Regions from separate parts of the Mus musculus genome. Here region 1 is linked to region 2. Evidence: chromatin contacts called from public Hi-C data. All regions are on one chromosome and are shown on one strand. Each heading gives the region's core, a stretch centred on a gene start, on an enhancer-like site or on the middle of the called end of the contact. The rest is flanking DNA. Distances are from core to core; before and after follow the strand shown. Region 1 overlaps Ltbp1 (latent transforming growth factor beta binding protein 1). Region 2 overlaps Ttc27 (tetratricopeptide repeat domain 27).

Region 1 (5,066 bases), core at 1,263-3,762, 390 kb after region 2:
GTTGTTTGTGGTAATGGTGATGGTGATGGCTGCAGTGATGTTAATGATAATGATGACAGAGTACAGCTGAGTAGCCCAGCTAGTGCTTAACTTGCTGTCTTCCTGCCTGAGCCTTCCGAATGCAGGGATTATGGTATGTACCAACATCCTTTTCAAAGGAATATCTATTAAATTGTCTTGTCAACTTCCCCATTTGAACACACTTCTCTTTTTGGCTGGTCTTTGCTCATACCAAAGTTACAGTTAACTATATCTGATGACAGGTTTGTTTTTTTTTTTTTTTTTTTTTTGAAAAAGAAATGGATTTGTACATCATTGAAAAAATAATAAACGACTTATAAAATGGACAAAAAAGTGGGATGGGAACCATTTGACAAATGTAAGTTTTGTTTCTATTTCTGTCCTGTGAGTACTCAGATCTCTTTCTTAGACATACAAATGGGTCCATTTATATGCCTTCTAGAATGGGTATGTATTGGCAGATATATAAATACAGCCTGGAGCTTTCCTAATATATTAATTACTGTGCTGTGCTTTTTTTGCCTACCAACTAATAGCCATAGAAATAAGTCTCCCTTGATAATTTTAAATACTGTACCACAGTTCATCCCAGCATATATTGTAACTTATTTATCCAGACTCAGTTAATAGACAGCTAGCTCAAAGGTTCTTAACACGGGGGTCAAAACCCCAATGTGGAATTGCATATCAGATATCCTGCATAGTGGATATGTACATTATGATCCATGCTAGTAGCAAAATAACAGTTATGACCTAGCAACAAAGTAATTTTATGCTTGGGGACCACCACAACATGAGAGCTGTGCCAAAGGGTTGCGGCATTAGGAAGGTTGAAAACCACTGGTCTAGCTAATCCTTCAGGCTCCCTAGAGACTCATGTCTATTCTGTAATTCTAGATCCCATCAATTGGACAATGAGTAGTAACATAACCACATAATATATCTGTGAAGGTCCTAGGATAAGCCATAGGAAGTGTTATTAATCCATAGACTATGCACTTATTAGTATTAACTCTTAATTACCCAACTATCTACTGGGTAGTTGAACTAACATATCCCCAGCACACTCTTCAGGAGACATTTTGAAGTTGGGTGATGGGGTGAGTTAGTGTATTGATTTACATCTTGCTTATGTATGAGATGGCCTTTTCCAGGATTTGACACTGAGCCTGCAAGTCCCTTTTATGTTCACATTCCAGTGAAGAATCTGATGTTTCAAGTCTGCCCTGTGTCTTACAGGATGCTTGAAGCAGCCTTGGATCATTTGCATTACACTCATATGACCCAGGCTGGATGCTCATTCATCATACAGTAAGGATGATTTTGAACTCCTGATCCTCCTGCTTTCACCTCCAAAGTACTAAGGTTACATATGGATATGGTGTGTGCCACCATATCCGGCTAAATGCTTTGGTTCAGCTGTTTTGCCTTTTTGACCTTAGACATAAGCTCCTAGTGGGAAACACATGAAGACCCTGAAGTTTAATGAGTGGCATATACGTTTATGAAGGAGGAAGAGGAACCTTGGATTTGTAACAGCACTGTGGAGTGCTGTCTGTATGCCCAATGCCCAGTGGCTGAGAAATCAGGGGTCTGCAGGCATTCTATAGATGAGGTTAAATAACTGCTCAGCACCATGGAGCAAGTTTGTTTGAAAAGGCAGGTTTGAAGCTCAGAATCCAGTACTGTGTTCTCCTGTACCCACCGTTGTTTCATGCTGTCTTCTCTATGCTGGAGTGGACGTGTAGTCCAAGTTGAGAACCCTGGCACTGGACTCTCATCCATGCTGTCAAATGGGAGTGATGAGCTTTGAGAGGTTTTCCTATCTAGAGAGTTTGAAGGTGACTCCCTGAGGGTGCTGTTGCTCTGAGGAAGGACTGGTAGTGAATGAGAGGTGATGTCAGGGGGACTTTGTCCCAGGTGATGAAATGCAAATATACGTTCCTGGATTATTACCCAATTAAGGTGAGGATAAGAGCTATTGGGTACCCAGGAGAAGCTGAGATGACATTACTCAAGGCAGACTATATGTGTAAAACAGAATATATCTCAATTATTACACAAACCTTTGTTGGGCATGAGAACAAGCATGGGGTGTCACATAAACTTCATACAGACTGAAGTGGAGAATTTTGAAGGCAGTTCTTGGGGATTCATGATTCTAAATACAAGTCCTCACCTAGAGTAGCGTCCTCAAGTCCTGCAGGAAGTCAGATCCTCATTCCTAGTCACAGAAAGTGGCTTCCTACCCCTGAGAGCTGCTGTGGGCCTGGACAGGAATGATACTAAGTTCTGAGTGATTTCTGGGTCATCCCAGAGGAAGACATGAGATGAGAGTCCTCAGTGTTTTCTGGAAATCCAGGTGGGCTTAACTCCTCTCCAGCTACCAACTGGAGGGTTTCCCAATTGATCATTGAACAGACGTGAAGAGAGAAAGCAGGTCTGATTCATAGACATTGTGTTCACCTAAATGCCCCACCGTCTTTTTGGAGAGATGTAAAGTCTCTTTCCTGTGATTCACATGTATTACTCAGAATCCTTGTACTTACTGGACTCTAAAGCAGAGATTCAGGTTTGGGGGAAGTAACTTTTAAACACTGCAAATAGTGAGTCCTTCTCTCCTTCCCTCTCCTCTAATGCCAATATGGGTTATAGAGCTAGGCAGCTCTGATGTCAGAAAATACTCCCCTTCCAAGTGGTAAGAACACTGGGTGGACCTCTTCCCCATTCTTCAATAGGGAAGACACATTGTTAGTCTAGCGCATCGTATGATGAAACAGGAAACATGTTATCTTTGTGACTCAGCTGTGGCAAAACGCAAATGTCAGTCAGACAATGAGATGGGAATACAGGGGCTTAAGGTCCCTAAGCTTGCTTCTGAAAGAGGACAAAGCATCGGCTGGCGAGTGGTGGCTGTGGTCATGACAGCTGTGTGTGTCCTTGTCTCTTCTCGGCCCTGCCTAGGTCCTTCTCGTAATGTCAGAGATAAGCATTTTTGCTTGTCATTGTGTCTTATACTTCCTGGATACACTGTCACAAATAATGAGAACGTCGAGTCCTTCAGGCTGAGCCAGTGAATGGCATCCACTCTTCTGAACTTTGGATGCTTGCTGGGTAGTCAAGGCCTGGCTTTTCAGTCATTTAGCAGGCAACACAGAGAGTTTGAGTGTTCAGAGAGCTGCCAGTCATTGTTTAATGCTTTAGAGAACATCACAGGTTCTAAATCCAGGGAGGAATTTTTATTCTTCTTCTCTCTCTCTCTCTCAAAAAATTCTTTAGTTGATTTATATGTCTCTGTGTGTATATGCACACATGTGGGTGCAGGACCTGCCTAAGCCAGAAGAGAACACTGGATCCCCTGGAGCTGAAGTTACAGGCAAATGTCAGCTGCCCTTTGTGGGTTCTGGGAACTGAGCTGATATCCTCTGGAAGGACAAGTGTTTTTAATCACGGAGACATCTCTCCAGCCCATCTTCTGTTTCTCAGTTTTTGTCATTTAATTTCTTAAATCAAATTTTTATAAGCTAAAAAGGCAGGAATGCTGGGAGGTGGCTTCCTTGGTAAAATGCTTGCTGTGCACACATAAGAACCTGAGCTAGATCTCCAGTGCCAACGGAAAGGCTAGATGTGGTAGTGGGTCTCTGTAATCTCAGTGCTAGGGCCTCTGGAGCCTGATGGATCCTTGGGGTCCTGACCAATGTAACTGAGTTAGCCAGCTCCAGGTTGGATGAGAGATACTATTTCAGAAGTTAAGGTAGAAAGCAATTGAGGAAGATCCCCAAGGTTGACCTCTGGCCTCCTCATGTATATACATGCATGATCAGGAATACACACACACACACACACACACACACACACACACACACACACACAAATTCATACACACATACACACACAAACAAACATACACATACATCCACATATACTCGCACACACATGCACTCATATACACACATGCAAACATACTACACACATACACTCACACACACTCACATGTGTACTCATACACACACATGCACAGATATATGTGTGTACACACACTTATGTGAGCACACACACTCATATACACATGTATACTCCACACGCGCGCACACACATGCGTGCATGCACACCAGGAACTCCAGTGAGTGTGTTGTTATTTAGTAGCCCCTGATGACCTACTTGGAATCTTGGTGTCAGAGCTCCTTTGGGTCACTCTGTCATGTTGTGTGGCAATCTGGTAACATCAGAAAAGAAATCTTCCCCAAATAAATTTGGCTCTGAGGTAGGAGAAGAAGAGTCAAGTTGACCATGGACATTGTGTGTGCCCCTCACAGATTTATTAACCATTCTCCCAGCTGCTTCTCTTCATCCAGAGAAACAAGTAACACTTCGTCTGTCTAGAAAACCCAGGCCTGTCTCAACCCAGAGAGAGAATCCAGCCACAAAAAAAAAAAAAAAAAAAAAAAATCAAACAAACAAAAAACAACTGTCATGGGCACTTTGCATTTCTGTAGCTTCAGAGAGTAAATTTATAAGGGTCTTGAGGAGGCTTACCCTTTTAATTGTTGGGAGAAGAATAGAAGAAGTTGAACTTAAGGAATCCAAGTGCCTTGGAATGACTTCGAGTGGGTCGTTCATGTGGTTAGGGCAATGCTGTGTCCAAGGGAATACTTTGATTGATTGTGTCAGTGTCCTTGGGTGGCCCTCCCGAGAGCTTGAAGGCTTGTGTAAATTTGGTTTTCTCTAGAAGCTTCTAAGCTTTTACAGATGAGGCCTTATGTCCTCTCTGTTTTGTTCCCATAATAATGATCAGTATAATAAATGGGGCCATGGAGGGATTAAGAATAGAATAAGCTGGTTGGTTGCTGTACAAGTGGATGTTTTCAACTCTATTGAGACTGAGTAGATATTGTAGATGAGAATCCCAGCGGTTAGGTATTTGGTCCTTATGGATAGTAGCCATCATTTCTGCTTCGTTATAATTTATTGGTCATTGTGGTCCTCAACTCAAGGGTTTACACTCGATTTTATTTCATGAACTGGCTTTACCAGAGGCTGTCCAG
Region 2 (4,397 bases), core at 460-2,959:
TGATTTGGGGTTTTTAAATACAGTAGTCTTTAAATCCCCCAACATGATAAAATCAACAACTGCTAAATAGTTAATAGATATGCTTTTTAAAAATCATCAATTTGAAATTGTTTTAGTATTCTTTGTCTTTTCGGAAAGGTGGTTGCTTGGATAGGTGGTTACGTAGTTATGTGACTAAACAGTATCAATGGCCTGCCATAGAGCAGGTGCAGATGTGGCATGCATTAGCTGGGCCAGCCTATGAGCAGAGAGCAAAGAGCTTGTGCTGGAAAAGAACAAAAGGAGAACCAGTTTGTGAACCACTTAAGGCCCTGCTTTAGGGTTATCTAACTCTACGGGTAGGGGACTCTATTGTGATTTTGTGTAAATGACGGCACACATAGTATTGTTGAAAGTTTAACTGTGACTTCAGCTGTGAGCAGGAGCAGGAAGGAGCAGGAAGGAGCAGGAGCAGGAAGGAGCAAGAATAGGTTGAGGTTTGCTACAAAGGAAAATTTTCGAGTTTACCCTTGGATTGGCATGATTGAAGGAAGCCTTGGAACCAGTGTGAATGCCAGATGCTGTGTGTGTATGTGTGTCTGTGTCTGTGTCTGTGTCTGTGTCTGTGTCTGTGTCTGTGTCTGTGTGTAGTACAGGGGGATTGAACCCGAGTGTTGGCACATGGCAACTATACATTATACTACGCAGCAACATCTCCTGACTCAGATGTCTCTTAAATTAGCCACAGGAAATTCAGGAAGAAGGGAAAGTACCTTTTTGCAGGAGATGTGATATGGTTTTGGGTGTTAAATAGGAGGTGACGGTGCTGTGTTAAAGCAAAGATAGCTGACAGTCCCTTAGAGCTAAAAGCCTGAGTGAAAAGCCATTGTATAGAGCATGCAGATGCTGCTCCTCGGACTTAAATTGAAACTGCAGTAGTAAGCAAATGTCTTAGAGAACATTGTACCAGCTTAGAATATGAGACCGAGCCCTGTACTCTGGACATCTCCAGTGACTGGAGGAAGGTAGGAGAAGGACACTGCCAGAAATACAAATGAAATGGAATATACTCGGGTCAACACAGCACATTGGCCAGAGGGGAAAGAACTAAGGGAAGGGATCATAGAAATGAAACTATCAGGGTGATGCCAAATGCTATAACATTCATAGAAAGCCAAGAACTGGTCCCTGGCTTGAAGCCTGCTGGTGACGATCAAAAACAGACTCTGAGGACTGAAGAGTGGGTGCGGTGAGACAGCAGATTACTATCAGTAACCTGCTTCCTAGGGAGATGGTGGTCAAATGCAGTGCTGAACCGAGAATAGACAGCTAAGTAAAGAGATACTAGACGGCCTTGTTTTATTGCAGGCAGAAGTGAAACACTGGTGGACAAAGGTGAAGGGAAGCCAGTGGCAGTGCTGAGTGGTAGGGGGCAGTCAACGGGACTAATGCTTTCCTGAGACTGGAGCTTTTTAAAGCACTGATGATCTAAGCTAGGATGTAACGTGGATTCCTTTAGCAGTATTGAGAGATGCAAAAGCTTGTTAAGATGCAGGCTTGCAATCCTTTGTTTTTTGTGTGTCAGTGGGGAGAGGAGAGGTGTGAGTCCCCTGTGAGCAGTGGTAGAATAAATGGGCAGTGTGCTTTTGCTGCCTAGAGGCGAATGAAGCAACAATGGATGGTCAGGAAAGGCCTGATGGAGAAGTGATTTTCACTGAGCACTTAAAGAAGGGTTAGATTCACAGAAGTGAAACTGGGGGCATGTCTTCTGGGAATAATATATTCTGCATGTGCAAACACCAGTCATTTAGAAAGCAAAGATTCTTGGTGACTGTAGAGTTCTGACTTTATTCTATTCTATCCTAATAGTAACACAGCAAGGAGTTTTACATATGACCAGGCTTCAGGTACTGACTTTTAAGCACTCTGTAGATACTCTTAGCCAGCGGCACAATCACCAAGATCCTTAATGTTTTTACTAACTTTATAGATGAAGAATTAGAAGTGTCAGTTTGTACCAGCCGCTGTAGTTGATGAAGACAGGAGTTGATATTCAGCCTGGACATTTGCCCTAGCTTCAGAGCTCTTAACTTCTCGGTTTGACCTCTGTAGGAGATTGTGGAGGACACAGTGCCATATTGGCCAAGGCCAAGTCTAGAGCGTCCTGAATACCTTCAGCTGTTAGCGTAGACGTTGTTTCCCGTCAACAAAGAGTCACTGGGCTATTGGAAGAAGCAGAATAAAGTTGTAAGATTGGAGCTGTCTGGCACAGGGTGCCCAGTGAATCTCCTGAGCTCTCCCTGTGAGTCAGACCTTTGAATCATGGTTCATCCCAAGGCCTGGGCCATACTCACCCTTATGTACAGGGCAAATGTTGCCTGTCCTTTTAGTGGTTTTTGTTTTGAGGCAGGATCTTACTGTGTAGGCTAGGTTGGCTTTGAGCTTGTCATTTTTCTGCTTCAGCCTCCCTAACACTGGGTTTATGGCATGTGACACTATGCCTGACTCATTTTAGTTTTTGAAAGGATAAAGTATCTACATTTGAAATGTGACCCAATAATTTCTGTCGTAAAGTTATTACTTGTGGTAGAAAATTCAAGGAGGTTGGTGTTCCCTTTTCAAAGAGCAGACAGGATGGACATATGTGAATAATATGTACAGAAAAAAAAGAGTCTTTTTCTTTCTTTCTCATATTGGCTAGCAATAAAAAAAAGAAAGGAAGGAAGGAAAAAAAAAAGAAAGGAAGGAAGGGAAAAAAAAGAAAGAAACTCCTAAGGCTTAATTTTACAGCTGCCAAGAACCCTGTGGTAGCGTCTGGGCCGTGATAGAGTGGGGAAGGTGGAAACCCTGCCTGATGCCTGCTTGGTTCTGAGACCTAGGAACCCCAGAGGCATGGCACAGGCCGGTCTGTTCTGTGCCTGCATAAGGTGGAAAGCCGAGTCTGCAATCACTCCACTGCTCGGAAAAGCAGAGCCAGCATACGTATGGGCTAGCTCAGTTCTGGTGCAGTCAGCTCTCTGCAGCAAACGTGCAACTGTCTCTCCCGCCTGTTGCTCTGCAAGGTGATGAGAGAAATCACTCTTGCCCGTTATCTGTAGCCAACAGGGAGATAAACCTTCTGGGAAGGTCTCGGGAGCAGATGACTTACGTGGTGTAAGTTTTCTGGAAAGAAGAGGCAAATAACAGAATAGCTGTAAACATCCAAACAAGAAACAGCATTAAACAACCAATAGTAGAATTCTTTTACAACAGTAAAAGGAAAATTAAGGAAACTATCCCCTTAGGGAGACAGTAAAACTGACAGGTTAAAGAGTGTTCTCCTTCAGTGAGGGGAATATTAGAGTGCAAGTATGGTGATGCACGACTTAAGAGCATGGAGCATGTCTTGGGGAAAGCCACTACCAAACAGAGGTGGCAGTGATCTTGGATTTGGCCTAAGGGTATTTCCTGTTTGTTGAACTATATTCAACAGCTTGTTTTCATTTGTGCCATGAGACTGAGGTAGGGAAGAAGGCACAGGATAGAGAACGGGGCGTGCCTTTAGGGCTAGATTATGTTAACCTTTAGTTCATGTGACAGACAGACGCCAACCAGTTGGTCCCGAAGGGACATAGCAGAAATTGTGAACTTGTTTATTCATGTGGACAGCGCCCCATTCCCACCCCCAAGCCCCCCAGTCCCTTAGGAAGAAGGAACTCTGGGTAGCAAGTCAGAAAACTGGCGAGGCAGTGGTGGTGCACGCCTTTAATCCCAGCACTTGGGAGGCAGAGGCAGGCAGATCTCTGAGTTCAAGGTCAGCCTGGTCTACAGAGTGAGTTCCAGGACAGCCGGGACTACACAGAGAAACTCTGTCTTGAAAACAAAACAAAACAAAACAAAAGGAAATTGTGATATCCAAGCAAGTGGTATTTCTGTCTGTTTCCTTCGTGCTGTAAAGTTATCTTTTTAGTCATAAAAGTAATTTTACTCATTCTCTAGTGGCCTTAGATGGCTAATTTCTATTTTTGGTGTTGAAGTTTATAAAGTGCTGTAATTGCTCTCCTCACTACCCAACACTGCACTCCAGAAACTAGTAATCATGAAGCTTTGAGTAAACTTCCTCTATAGACCATGTTTTTCTCTTGGCCTCTTTTGAATTGATTTCTAAGGCCTCTAATTGAATAGACTCCCTTTATATCTCTTCAAATCTGCTGATTCCAAATACTGTCTTGTATGACCAATGTATTTATCCCACCACTAGATGGCACCAGTGTACCTCAGAACCCTATCACTTCTGGGGAGTCCCAGAGCCTTGGAATTATAGCCTGGTTTAACACCCCCCCCCCCTTAACATCCAGGAACTGAGTCTCTGAGGTTGCGTATTACAGCTGAAGCCACGCAGGTGCTCAGAGTCTCCTGAGTCAGCCATCGTCTGCTCA

The links. A called contact is a pair of places that touch in the nucleus more often than the background predicts.
Region 1: a Hi-C map of bone marrow-derived macrophages shows a contact between it and region 2, with 2.5 times the contacts expected there. The contact joins two enhancer-like sites. A contact is called at or near these places in 6 of 484 Hi-C or Micro-C datasets (the C2C12 cell line, Sertoli cells, bone marrow-derived macrophages and 2 more) and 1 of 9 other capture datasets (embryonic stem cells).

Annotation. Positions count from the first base shown.
Region 1 is chr17:75,197,014-75,202,079 of GRCm38.p6, forward strand. The region is part of intron 5 of Ltbp1 (latent transforming growth factor beta binding protein 1); the gene reads left to right. Among named protein-coding and RNA genes, the nearest start is that of Ltbp1, 190 kb to the left of the region's middle. Within about 2 kb of position 2,513, at least 61 of the 459 cell types and tissues checked have an H3K27ac peak or open chromatin away from gene starts, as enhancers often do. A contact at or near this core is called in the C2C12 cell line and bone marrow-derived macrophages, where this site is marked.
Region 2 is chr17:74,806,807-74,811,203 of GRCm38.p6, forward strand. The region is part of intron 13 of Ttc27 (tetratricopeptide repeat domain 27); the gene reads left to right. Among named protein-coding and RNA genes, the nearest start is that of Ttc27, 91 kb to the left of the region's middle. Within about 2 kb of position 1,710, at least 29 of the 459 cell types and tissues checked have an H3K27ac peak or open chromatin away from gene starts, as enhancers often do. A contact at or near this core is called in the C2C12 cell line and bone marrow-derived macrophages, where this site is marked.